Regions from separate parts of the Mus musculus genome. Here all the other regions are linked to region 2. A link is a contact called in public HiChIP or PLAC-seq and Micro-C data. All regions are on one chromosome and are shown on one strand. Each heading gives the region's core, a stretch centred on a gene start, on an enhancer-like site or on the middle of the called end of the contact. The rest is flanking DNA. Distances are from core to core; before and after follow the strand shown. Region 1 overlaps Maml3 (mastermind like transcriptional coactivator 3). Region 2 overlaps Gm30074 (a long non-coding RNA gene). Region 3 overlaps Maml3 (mastermind like transcriptional coactivator 3).

What was found. Hi-C and Micro-C count contacts between places; a contact is called where the count stands out from the background. HiChIP or PLAC-seq counts read pairs in DNA pulled down with a chosen protein or histone mark.
Region 1: a contact with region 2 is called in an H3K27ac HiChIP or PLAC-seq map of VIP interneurons, with 4 times the contacts expected there. The contact joins two enhancer-like sites. A contact is called at or near these places in 1 of 484 Hi-C or Micro-C datasets (bone marrow-derived macrophages), 9 of 115 datasets of contacts at active chromatin or transcription factors (VIP interneurons, astrocytes, bone marrow-derived macrophages and 5 more) and 4 of 9 other capture datasets (adipose tissue, embryonic stem cells, liver and 1 more).
Region 3: a contact with region 2 is called in a Micro-C map of the HL-1 cell line, with 2.5 times the contacts expected there. The contact joins two enhancer-like sites. A contact is called at or near these places in 7 of 484 Hi-C or Micro-C datasets (ECoMG myeloid progenitors, the HL-1 cell line, the N1E-115 cell line and 4 more), 5 of 115 datasets of contacts at active chromatin or transcription factors (the NIH/3T3 cell line, bone marrow-derived macrophages, embryonic forebrain and 2 more) and 2 of 9 other capture datasets (embryonic stem cells and embryonic trunk).

What each region holds. Positions count from the first base shown.
Region 1 is chr3:51,805,703-51,810,265 of GRCm38.p6, reverse strand. The region is part of intron 2 of Maml3 (mastermind like transcriptional coactivator 3); the gene reads left to right. Among named protein-coding and RNA genes, the nearest start is that of Gm46803, 100 kb to the right of the region's middle. Within about 2 kb of position 1,860, at least 29 of the 459 cell types and tissues checked have an H3K27ac peak or open chromatin away from gene starts, as enhancers often do. A contact at or near this core is called in VIP interneurons, where this site is marked.
Region 2 is chr3:52,174,746-52,179,089 of GRCm38.p6, reverse strand. All of the region lies in intron 1 of Gm30074 (a long non-coding RNA gene), which reads left to right. Among named protein-coding and RNA genes, the nearest start is that of Gm30074, 3.2 kb to the left of the region's middle. Within about 2 kb of position 2,774, at least 14 of the 459 cell types and tissues checked have an H3K27ac peak or open chromatin away from gene starts, as enhancers often do. A contact at or near this core is called in the HL-1 cell line and VIP interneurons, where this site is marked.
Region 3 is chr3:51,903,513-51,907,867 of GRCm38.p6, reverse strand. All of the region lies in intron 1 of Maml3 (mastermind like transcriptional coactivator 3), which reads left to right. Among named protein-coding and RNA genes, the nearest start is that of Gm46803, 200 kb to the right of the region's middle. RefSeq lists an enhancer at 1-297. Within about 2 kb of position 1,792, at least 49 of the 459 cell types and tissues checked have an H3K27ac peak or open chromatin away from gene starts, as enhancers often do. A contact at or near this core is called in the HL-1 cell line, where this site is marked.

The DNA of each region.
Region 1 (4,563 bases), core at 611-3,110, 370 kb after region 2:
TCTTTGTTAAGATTATTGGGGAAGCCTGTTTGTTCTTTGACCTTAGGTGGAGAAGATGAGAGAGAAAGACAGATCTGGCAGTAGCATTCTCACCAGCGATGAAGAAGGGGAAGGCCAGGGCCGGCTGCTTGCTGCTTTTCTCTTAGCTGACGAGTGGTTCTTTGTTGCCTAGAGGGCTGTGGGGAGGGAGCTAACAGCATCGAGTCTCTCTTGCTATGGCAGCCAGGCTGAGGAGCTGAGTAAACTGAGTGGAACTTTATAATTAGTCCCCTACATCCTCCCCCTCCTCCCTGTTTTATGAAGACCGTTTTAACGAATTCAGTGAGCAGAATTTCCTCCATCATGCTTGAAACCACATAGCATTTGATTCTAGTGTCAAAGGTGGTCACCCAGAATCCTTGGCTCCTTTCACCGTGACTGGTTGCCAGCATCCTAGAGCAGCTCCAGTGTTGAGCAGAAAGAGCCAACGCACGGGCTTCACTCGGAGTCTGTGAATGGCGGGGGACTCTCCATCTACAGCTGTGCATGCGGAAGGATGCATGGGAGCTATGAAACACTATTTCTGGAATCCTCTTTGGATGTTGCAGGAGGGCACACAGTGGACAAACAGCAAGCCTCTTCCATAAGCTCAGGAGCCCCTGGACCCATCCCAGTCTCTGATTGGTTTCATGTCGTGTCGCAAAGCCCTAGTCTGATAGGCTGCAGAAGGGCCTTTCCTCCCACCAGTACTTTCTAGAAGGATGTTGCCATAGGGCAATAAACATAGTGATACACTCATTTTCAAATTCACTGTTGGTTGTTAAAAGCTCACAAAAGCAGTTGCGAGGCAGAGGCTGAAGAATCACCACACACCACCCTGGGCTACATAAAAAGACCACACTAGCCTGTGCTACACCGCAATGCCAGGCCAAACAACAACAACAGCAACAGAAAGCATATGTTAGTTGCTTGTGCCTCTGCCTTCAAAGACTAGGTCATGTCATTTGTCAAAGGTGGTTCGTGCCAGGCCATTGTGCTCTGTGTGTGTGTGTGTGTGTGTGTGTGTGTGTGTGTGTGTGTGAATGAAGACATGGATGCACACAACGCACATGTAGAGGTGTCTCCCAATTTTCCACCATCTTTGAGAAACGGTCTCTAGTTCACTGTTGCATATGCCACCTTAGCCTGCCCTAAGCTTTGAGAGATTCCCCTGTCTCGACCACCCATCTCGCCAGAGTAGTTCTGGAATTACAGGTACTTGCTACTGAGACACCCAGCTGTTTACATAGGTTCTGGGGATTTGAACTTGGGTCCTTGTGGGCCTTTTCTAGCAGCCGACATTGCACACCAGGTCCTGCTGTCTGAACGAGTCCTGCCAGGTCATGCTGAAATGCTATGGATATTTCCTTAGATCACCGTGGACTAGGAGTGCCACTGAGTCACAAAGCTCCCTTTTGTGGCAATCCCTCTTGACTTTTTGAGAGTCCTAGGTTTGTGAATCTAGAGTTGTCTGCCTGGCCTGGCCTCCACCATCTGCTCCGAGAACACTTGCTTTCTGATGCCAGGACTGGCTTTCCATCCTCTAGTCCAAGTTCACAGCTATCAAGAAACAGCCTCTAGTGGGGAGTCGAGCCATCACTTAGTGCCATGGTATGGTTTGTGTCCCTTGAGTCCCTACTAGATCTTCTGCAGATCTAGTAAGAACTTCTATGCACAGAAGAGAGGGATATCTCTGGCGCCCTGAGGACACAGCCATGAGCTGTTTTTTGCTGTCTTTGTGAGGCATTTGGAAACTTTCCACTCACCCGAACTCACACAGAATAAGTCACATGCTGCTCTGGGAATGGAGCTCTGGATGAGAAAAACAGAGTGCGTTCTGGGTGCGTCTCCTCCGCTTGGCCCTGGTGGTAGCAGCCTCCACCCCCAGCTGCTTCTCTCGATCCTCCCAAGTGTATCTCCATACCCACCATCTCCTTGTCTCTTTGCGGGTCATTTATAATCAGCAGTCATGGCATACAGGCCTCATTAGTGATATAGCCATTCCTTCGGTGCTTCAGAAATAATCATTTAGAAAAAAATGCACTGTTGCCCTCCCCTGAGAGCCCATGAGTGATGAATTTATTTCAGTTTGGCTGGCTTGGCTGGCTTGCTCAACCTGATTTCCATATTTATTTCAACAAACAATGTAGGGTGGGAACAAGAAACTGCATCCTGGGTGTACACACACACACACACACACACACACACACACACACACACACGCACGCTCACACTGCATATCCGCTCCGAACTCAGTTGCTCGTTGGGGGAGGAGCAAAAGACAGGCCAACAAAAGAATATTCCATGAAAAAAATAAATTGATCTGTTGGACAAGGATGAGGGGCGGTACGGCAAATCATGAGCTCACTCGTGGTTGCTGAATCTGAGGAAGTATGGGGATTCCTATTAATGAGTGTCAGATTCTCAGCCCCATCCTCTAGTAAAGGCAGTTTTCAAGAATTCTTTAGCCCCTTCGTCTTGTTGCATCTGTGTAGCCATTGATGCAGTGGGCAGGGAGCCATCTCTCTTTACCTTCAGCTCTTAGCGAAAACCTTTATATTAACTTTAACTTTACCTGGATCCAAGTTGCTACTCAAGAATTTACATCAGGTTTCGGAGAAATGACTTAGCATTGGCTGGTCTTCCAGAGGACCCTGGTTCAATTCCCAGCACCTACATGATAGATCATAACTGTCTGTAACTCCAGTTGCAGAGGGATCTGGCCCCTCTTCTGGCTTCTTTGGACACTAAGCAGACATAAGAGAGTTTACAGGAGTCTGACATGGCAGTCTGACTCGGGAGGCAGAGGCAGGCAGATCTCTGTGAACTCGAGGCTATCTTGATCCACATAGCAAGTTCGAGGCCAGTCCTGGATACACAGCGAGGTCCAGTCTCAAAAAGAACAAAAACAAAAGAATTCACATCAGAGGAGACATCTTCCTCTTGCTCCTTCTCTTTATCTTTTCATCAGAGCTGTTCAGTTTTCCTCAGTCAAAAGGAAACGTATCTGCAGCATGGGACTCTGTAGATGACCTTTCCCTTAGCCGCCGACCAGAACTAACTTCTTGGGGTACACACAAATGCAAGGCTTCGTCTGCGCCTCACATCTCCTCTCTAATTATGCTTAACTTCCTGAACCCCATCTCCCAGACAGTGGTGGTTACCTTCTGATTAATTATATGACATGACTGTAGTTAATGCAGAGTTATTAAAATTGCTTTGACTCAAAATTAGTAAAACTTTCTAGAGCATTCTTATATGGTGCTTCATGTTCGCTGCTGGCTGACTGAGCTTCCCGCTTATGCTCGCCCAGCCTAAAGGCACCACACACACACACACACACACACACACACACACACACTCGGACACGCAGGCACCCAAACCTTAACTTCTGGGTTTAGAATCTGCCTTACACCAGGTCTAAAGGTACATTGACTGGGCCTCCATGTGCGCAAACAGATGAGAGCCAATAGAAGTGGGGAGTAATCCTTTGCGCCAGAGCTTTTGTGGCTGTAAATGTGACCCACAGAACCCAGCATTGCTCCAAGAGGAACGGAGACCTATGTTTTACCACAGTTTAACCCTCGTCATATCACCAGTTGGGTTTTATACGGATTCCAGCAGAAGGCTGTATGACTCCCCAGCAGGTGCTTTTGTATAAGAACGATAAGCACCCCACTAAAGCCCACCGTCAACTGAAACCTATGTTTTTAATGGATCTGTCTCTCATTCCTGTCTTTATGCCCCTGGGTCTTGTCACTGAGATACACAAGTGATTATGGTTTGTTGTGGTTAGGATAATGTTTTAATGTCAATCAAATTCATGTAGAAAGTTGGGCTTTTTTAGTTTGGGGGTGTTTGTTTGTTTGTTTTAGTCTATAAGGCTTCTTCTGTATATTTTTCCTGCTTAAGAATGCTTGTTGCTAATTCCTCCATCTCCATCGAGGCCAGCACCCCATTCTCAGTATATAAAAGAGGCTTTCCTGTGAAAGCAGGGGCCCAAGTGGAAATAGATGCTCTGACCTGCACTTCCAGAGGGCTTATGGCAAACCCTTGCCCTGCCCATCTGGGGCTACACCCTGCTTCCGACCAGCTGCCTCTTTTACCAGCTCCTGGAAACTACAGCAAATGAGCAAGCCTTTACCCGGGCCACAGTGGTGATGGAGAAGTTCAGGCCACCACTATTGGCACCGTTGTCTTTGCATAGAAAGGAACAGTAGCAACAGCGAGGCCAGAGAATCTCACCTCCATGTCCGTGCTGGAGACATGGACAGTGGACAGGTGCTCTCCTGTCCGTCCACTAGTACTTGACCAGGCTCTCTTGTGAGAAAGTGGTCCCTCCTGCCTTTTCTCTTTCCCTTTGGTCCCCCCTCCCCCCCCCCCACTCCAGCCTCCCCGCCTCTGCTCTCCCACTCCCAAAATCGAACATGTACAGATTTTACGGTTCACTGGAGAATAAGTGGCTGTCATTTCACAGACGGGCCAGGATGTAATTAGCCACAATGCACTGGAGCAATGGAACAGATGTCTCTTTGTAAACTGAGT
Region 2 (4,344 bases), core at 1,525-4,024:
TCCGTGTTCTTTGGCCTTCCCAACAGTGTAGGGAGAATTGCGTGGGTTTTTTCCTGGCCCAGGGAATAATACGAAGGCTCAAAACCAGACAAGTGGACAAGCCTGCAGTTCCCGTGGCCTCTTGGTGACCCCACTACACTTGTACACCTCCTGATTTATGTTGCATTAAAGGGGCGGGTTTGGTACCTGTTATTGGGCACCCTCGATGTATAAAACTGACAGGCACACACAATGTCACGTTATTGGCTTGCCCTGGTAAATGAAGGAGCGATTCCATTACCTTTCCCCCTTGTCCACTGCCGAGCACAAAATTGCTTGAAATGCTATCAATCAGTAGGCGTGGATGCAGAGAAGTGCCCAGCCTATACGTGGGCATGACAGTCTTGCTCCCTAATGATTAATGAAAATAAATGACGACACCATTCTCTTTAGGACAACAGACCTGGCCTCAGCTTGGGTAGAGGGATTGTAGGAACAATTCAAAAGGATTTTCCAGGAAGATTCAACTGAGAGCTCTTTTTTTTTTTAATTCCTTTTTCTTTTCTTTCCTTCAATATAGGTCCTTGACTTTCTAAACACACACACACACACACACACACTCATTCACATATGCACTCACACACCATACAGTCTCTCTCTCTCTCTCTCTCTCTCTCTCTCTCTCTCTCACACACACACACACACACACACACTCATTCACATATGCACTCACACACCACACAGTCTCTCTCTCTCTCTCTCTCTCTCTCTCTCTCACATACACACACACACACACACACACACACACACACACACACACACTTGAGCAGGGCAGTTAACTTTGAGAATTATTCTACTCTATACAATAACCACTGGCCACTTGTGATAATTGAAGTAGAATGCAAAGAAATCAAGACCTCATTTCCTCAGTCAGACCAGCCACATTGAAGTTGCACACGAGCCTCCTGTGGTTGGTGGTTGGGGGCTACCATGTGGAATTATAGAAAGTCTCCATCATCAGAAAGTTCAACTCAGATGACTGTTTGCTCCGGTGTCTCCGGATTCCTCTCCACTTAGAACCCTCTACATATCATGTTTATAAAAGTGACTCTTTTTCTAAGATTGCAACTTCTGGGAAACTCACCAGCTTCTTCCCACTCCTCGGGGAAGTGCCCCAACTACTTGGCTGTTAGAACCTTCTAGAATGGTTAGCAAAACAATGTTGCATAGTAACCCTGAAGGAAAAGTCAACTGGACCAGTCTCAGGCTAGTGATTCCAACCTGTTTCCTTAGATAATTTCCCTAGACAGTTCTTTTAAAATATTTTTCATATTTTCTTGAGTGTGTGTAAGAAGGGATGGGAGAGAGAGAGAGAGAGAGAGAGAGAGAGAGAGAGAGAGATATGGTTAGGGGCCAATTAGATAATTTGTGGGAGAATCGTTCTTTCATTCTTTCCTTCCTTCCACCATGTCGGTCTCAGAAATCAACTGAAGTTGTCAGGCTAGCAGGCTTGGTGGCAAAGCACTTTTACTTATTGAGCCATCTTGCTGGCCCTAGACAATTAACAGAAACAGAAAGACCCCAATGAGGCTACATAGTATGTTAAGAAAGATACGGGGGCATCTCCATAAATATCCACACAATAGAGTATAATCGGCCCTTTAGAATGATATGATATGCCTCATTACAACACCCAGTGCTGAGGCTTTGAAGTTCGGCAGATGCACAGAGCAGCGAGACACTTTGATGCAGTTCAAGTGCCCATCTGCAAAGCGTCCAGGGGCAGATAGTAGAAAAACTATCTGCAGCCAATTGCACACATTCTTTGTGCCTATGTCAGTGGGGGCAGAAGTTGGGTCACACAAAAACAACACCAAAGCCTGCTTCAAAACTAACCACAGCAGAAATCACCAAAAGACAGGGTCCTTAACAGGTTTGCTAAGCAGGGGGCGGGGGGGTGCATTATATAAAAAAATGTTGACACATTTTCCAACTTCAAACAGAACCTAGTTGACATAGACTTTCCCTGTTTTAAAATTTGTCACCCTGATTTCTTTTGGAAATCTTTCAACTTGACATGTTCTCGTCTCTTACATGTGTTCTTGTGTGTGTAGCTATGTCTTGAGCCTCTCACAGTTTAACTTAAGATGAAGGTATTGGTATGGTTGGTCCCACTAGCCAGCCTGTCTCTTCCTTGGGGCTGGAATTATAGCTGGACCCCCATGGCCACCAGCTTTAATGGTCTGGAATTCTGAGCTTTGGACCTCATGTTTGCTTTGGATGTGTTTTAATCAGCAAGCCATTTCCCCAATCCAAGACCCATTAAAAAATAGTGTGTGTGTGTGTGTGTGTGTGTGTGTGTGTGTGTGTGTGTGTGTGTGAGAGAGAGAGAGAGAGAGAGAGAGAGAGATTGGAGAAAGGAGTATTCATAGACATTCTCTCTCTCCTCTGTCATGCGGGTTCCAGGGATCCAATTCAGAGTATCAGGCTTGGTGGCAAGTGCCTTTACCCACTGAACCATCTTCCCGGTCCAAGACCCATGTTTGAAGTGACATCCGGTTTAAGTGACATCCATCTCTATCAGTGTCCATACAGGTTTCCTGCCAATAAACCTTCAATGGCAGCTGGAGGCCACAGACTCTCTGCCCGTGGTTGTCTGTCTGTTGCCCAGCTGAGGATGCTTCTATTCCAGCAGGAAGCAGGTCATCTGAGAATGAAGCTCCAGCACCACAGAACTGGCTGTTTTCTCTCCCTTTAAGTCTCTATAAATCATATATAGCAATGTTGGCATGAGTCATAAGACTGGGCAGCGGAGCTCCTGCTAATCCACGCAGCTGCATGGGCCTAAAATACCTCCGTGAATAGAGTGTGTTTGTCCTGCTCGGTTGATCGCATAAATAGGAAATCAGCAAAATCTAGGGGTTCCCCAGTCTCTGAGTCTCGCAGTTCTTGGTTTGCTGCTGTCCCTTCTGTTTGCCCAGTGTCAACCCGTTTGCCAGCCTCTTGCCTCGGTAAGGAAATAAAGGACTCTGGGGCTGGAGGTGGATCAGTTTGTAAAGTGTTTAGTTTACGAGACTAGGAACAGCTTAGGCTTCCTAGTGCCCCCGAGAAAAGCTAGGATGGCAGAGCACACCCATGATCCCAGCTCCAAAGGAACGGATGGATCCCTAGAGATGGCTGGCCGGCCAGTCCAGCCTGATTGACAGGCTCCAGGTTAACATGAGACTATATCCAGATGATGCTATAGTAACGAGGCAAAAGAGGAAGGTCCCAATGTCAACCTGCAGCTTCAACATATACATCTCTGTACACACACAGAGTGGGTGAGGGGAGGCAGGCAGGCAGAGACAGGAAGCTCCATCCAACGTCAGTTTCATGAGGACATTGATTCTTTGATGAGCTGTGCTTTGTGTTCTGAGTTTTGGTCTGTATAGACCATAAACCAGGTTAATACTAATGGAACAACACAGGGCACCTCCTGTTATTAAACGACCTTCAAGTGTTTGGTTCAATATGGAATGGGCTGAAGTCACATAGGAATGACTCTGATCCCGATCTGGTCATGGTTGTTGCATTTAGGGAGTGTGTGTGTGTGTGTGTGTGTGTGTGTGTGTGTGTGTGTGGCTGTCTCTCCTCTCTAGACTGTGTATTTTCAGAGATGTGCCAAGCCTGCCCAATGTTTTTTTCTCAAAGGAGGCTTCTTCTGGGGTTCTGGGCGTGACCCAATCAGGCTGTAAGCTGGCTACACTTGTCCAGCCTGTCCAGCAGTTATCTCCTTCCAGTAGTTTTTCCATACTTTCCTGATCCCAGGCCAGCTTCCTGTCCACTCCCTCTCAGTCCTGCCGCTCTTGTGTCCCTCGCTGTTCTTTGGGTTAATGTCTAATAATTTTACACTGTGCCCACTTCTTCTCTGTCCCCCTTGGATGCTCTCCCTCACGGTGTTCACATTATTGCTTCATTGAGTAATGACGTTTCTGACACTGAAGCGTGTTCTTGGCATGCATCTGCCTCATTAACGGACATATTACTGTATATGTGGGTCACTTAGTTTCTGTTGGGTAGCGTATCTCATTTACCTTCTGATGAGGGTATTATTTAATATGTATTTAGGGCTTTGGTATTAAGAGATGTATTCCTTTAATTAAATACATATTTTGAGTCCTGACATCTGACATGGTTTGCTTATATATAAAGTGTTTATATAATTTGCTTATCTAAGCTCGGTGAAGTATAAAAAACACTAATGAGAGGTAGTAAATCACCCCACAAATATAAGCCTCTGTTTGTTGTGCTGGCCTAGGAGCAGCCCCAGACTCGTCTACGGTTCTAAGCCCTATTGCTCTTGGCTTTGCTTGTTTAATGCAC
Region 3 (4,355 bases), core at 543-3,042, 270 kb after region 2:
ACTTACAATAGGGTTTGTACAATGGGGACATACTTTGGTGAGAAAAACTATACTGAAATTGTATTTGTTGGAAAGTGATTTAAATCATCTTTCTGGCGAGCAATTTAAGTAGAGGCCAACGTGTCTGTGTGTGAGGGTGGGGTGGGGTGTGGCTTTAAGCATGGTCACGTGGTGGTGACACAGGTAGGATGTGTGCTCTGATTCCTCTGGACAGTGCTGAGTGCAGACTAATCGGAGAATTTTAGTGATCACAAATTCCCAGGCCGTGGCCTGTCAGCAGGAGAGCACAGAACTGGAAAAGGCAGAGCGCAGACCCTGTGTTCAGCGGCCTTCACAACAGGCCCTGTACACGGCTGGTTATGGATTCCACATCTCCTAGTGCTTGACCAACAATGAATACAGTGAAACCAGCTGACTCGGCATTAAAGGTTTCTAATGTGAAGGATATTTGTTAGTTCATTCAGTTATATGTAGTACAAAAGCAGAAAAGCCCTGCTTAATTAGCATGTATTAATCCCTCGAAAAGCACACACACACACACACACACCATACATTCATGCCCATGCATGCAATATACACAGATGATGTCTGGCCTCTTTGTTTCCAGAGTCCTCTGGGCACCACCAACCTCAGTACCACCACAGGAACAACAAGTTCTGCTTACCAGCTGGTGTCCTAGTATTCAGCCATGACACTTGAGGAGAGCATTTAACAAACACACTAAGTACTGTTGAAAGATTTGTACCTCTTCCTGTCTCTTACTCTCCATGATTTTGTTCCAGAAAGTTACCAGGGTACACATTCATGGGTCAGTAGATCAGTTTGCAAAATCTTAATTCTGTGAGAACACCACGGTCAAGTACATACATAGCAGCTAAATCGAAGAAGAAAAGAAAAACCATCCTCCCTGAAAAGTATTTTCAAATGTGGTGTAAATATAATGTATTGCCAAATTCCATAGTCTGGACAGCATAAGTTGTCAATAATGTACAGCTAACCCAGAAATAGAAAGCAAAATTAAAAAGCCAGCATGTTTTTTATGAAAACTAGGAGAGTATCAGTCATCATAATGAAACCCTAAACCAAATCTACATCGTAGGGGTGGAGAACATTGTCATTTATAATGGTGCGAGTGGAAAATGAACTAACCCAAACGTGAGCCCCAGATCATTCGTCAGCAGCACCCATGATCTACATTTAACATAGATTTCACAACAGTACCATTCATAACAAAGTCTGAGAATTGAAACAATTCCTAAGTAATACTTAGGGTTTTTGTTTGTTTGTATGTTTGTTTTTGTTTTTAGACAGGAACTTCCTGTATAGCCCAAACTGGCCTTGAACTCAAAATCCATCTGCCCTGACCTTCCGGAAGCTGGAGTTGTGTGTGTGTGTGTGTCCTAACACCTGGCACAGGTCGATTTTAGTAGTAGCATCTCCCAGTTATTCCCTCTGTGTGCAGAAAGAAATAGACTCTAACCAGCACTGTGCTCTCAGTGTGAAGGATGTGGGCTTCCGAGTGGGGATAAGTAGCCTTGTACCCACAAAGGCATTCAGAAATCCAGCGTTCCCAGGGGGGAGTAAGAGGAAGTCGAGTTTTGAAAATATGTATGAGAATTCTAAGGTAACCCCACAGCTTCCAGAAGAACTGGCATCCCCCTTTTCACCCTGGCCTAAAATAAACTGTGCCTGGTGGTGTTTATTGAATGACTTCTTCGGGTCAGGCGAGTTACCAGCCTGTCTGTCTCTGTGGTTATCATTGAATTGAATTAGTAATTCTTTTTATAGCCAAGGGAAAGTCCCAGCGAGTGCAGTGTTTGAAGTCATGAAGCAAGGAAGGAGGGAGTGTCCGCTCTAACCCTAGTCTTTACCTGAGGTGAACTAGTAAACCCTTAGGTGTAACCTGCATAGCACACAGGTAAGATGCAGTGAATGCGCGTGGAGCGAGCAAGTGGCAGGATCTCAAGTGAGGCTGAAGCTACTCCTGGCTAAGGAAATGGAGCAAGGGCTGGGAGGAGGGGACATGGGGTAGTGACACAGGAGATGATCGGAAGATGAAACAAAACCACCCAACCCATGTAGCAGAGTGGTGTGTAGCAGACTAGGAAACTGGAACACTCATATATTCTTTGCCAAATAGATCTACAAAATTCACTACAAAAATCCTGGTTGAGGGGATGGGGCAGCAGGATGGCTAAGCAGGTAAAGACTCTTGTACAAGTTTTGACAACTTGAGTTCAATCCTGGGATATCAGGGGTCTTTTTCATCCAGGAATTTATGACTATGTTGTTGACATCTCCTGAGAATAAAAAATATTAATACGTCTGTTTACTCCAGATAGGGCACCATTGAGAGACCAGTGAACGATTTCAGCCAGTTTGGTAAGCCAGTGAGCTGCTTAGAGATTATGGTATTTAGCGGACATTTATTTAAACATGTTTATATGTTGGCTAGACAGTGTGGCTAGTTCAGGCCATTACGTTTAGTCTTATCATCTTTACAATAATGTATATAGCGTATTTTTTTTAAAGTTTAAGAAAAGGTTGTCTTGTATTGACTTGAAGTATCTACTTTCATTTTATGTTTTTCTTTTGAGTCACTGTGGAACCCTTGAGGCAAAAGGAAAAACATTATTTCATGGTGAATACATGTGAATGTCTGTATTTGAAAATCCCTCTATATTGGAGACTGGCTTCGCCCTTGTTTACCCAGAGTGTTAGTAATCTAAGTGTGTATACATGTCACTGGCTAATCCAATGTGAATGTATGTATTAGAACACCATTATATCTCCTAATTGTTTGAGCATTCTATTCAGAGAGCCTGACTTGAATTAGTGTCAGAAACATTTCTAACACAGAGTAGACTCTGTTTTGAGTGTGTGTGACATGAACACATCACATCATGACTGTAGCTGTGTCCTTTTCTGCAAATCAATGATGTTGTATACCCAGCCATTGCTTGCACCACTTGTAAGACAGATTTTAGCTACTCAGACCCAGGACCTTTGCTTCCTGCCAGATCCCCTACCCAAAAATTGAGAACGGCTCTATATGTTTACCATTGTCACTTCAGAACATATCACTGTGTCTGGAAAGCCCTCATTGCCAGGGCAACATGTAGCTCTGTGATTACACGATATGCTAGGGATGTGAATTCATGTATGTTGCCATCCGGAGAAGCTCAGAACCCTAGGTTTGTAGGCTGCTAAGCTGGTGTTCATTTCTGCGGCCCCATCATCCAGCAGGGGTGGGGACCAGACAGCTGCATCTTGCTCCGTGTGAGCTTGGGATATGCGTGCAGGCATGCAGGTGTGATGTAATTTATGGATCCGTCTCTCTGCACTTGTAAGCAGAAAGCACGCCTGTGTACCGAGGCAGCGAAACATTAAGATGGGATCAAAGACAAAGAGAGGGTGGAAGTCTGAGTCGTGGATTTGGCTGCCTATGATGTTGAATAATAGAAATGCCCCCTCGATGGATCTCATGACCTGAGTATATGTTTATCACTTAAGTCTATTGCCTGTGTGTTATTTATCTATAATCAGACTAGAGTAGATCAGACCTTCATCGTTAACCCCTAATTCACTTTAAATTGCCACTGACATGAATCTCGTGGTGTTTCCTTATTGTACATTAAGTCTGTTAGTGAGGTTAATAATGAATAAAGTATTTAGTTATATGAAACAAGGGTGCGATAATTGCATTTTCATGAGGGGCTAAATTTGATGAAATTATACAGATTTAATTCAGTACTGAAAAAAGAATCTCAGGATAAAACTTCTGAGTGTATCTTTTAGAGAACTTATCGGGTAAGAGGTATGGCTTAACAAGCAATACTGCACGCCATGTCTTTCTTGTTCTCATTGTAAAAGCAAAAGCATTGCGGACATGTGTTTTCTGATTGATTTTGGATAAAATTGTGATACAGTTCTTTGATATTGGGTAGAAATTGCTCTCTCACCTTCTTTTGTGGGACAGCAAAACAAACAAACAAACAAACAAACAAACACTTCCTGGCCCTGAAACCAGCCTCTTGGCTCCCACACACAATACAACTTTCTAATGTTTTCGACTTTTGGAAAGTTCCTGAAATCAAGATTTAAATAGGACTTCCTTTAAGGAGAATCGCTTTTTATAAGCTGGTGACGTGGTTTCATTGATGGATAAGGTGAGAAGGCAGAGGAGGTGGCAACAATAGTATCTCAGAACAGTTTCTGAATTAGATTTTCTTAAATGACATTGATGGGGATGTAAATTAATGCAGCTACTACAGACGACTGAGAGGAGGAATGTGAAACAGAAACAGGGCACAACTCAGCAGTCCTGTTCTGCCCTGTATATCCAAAGGATACGA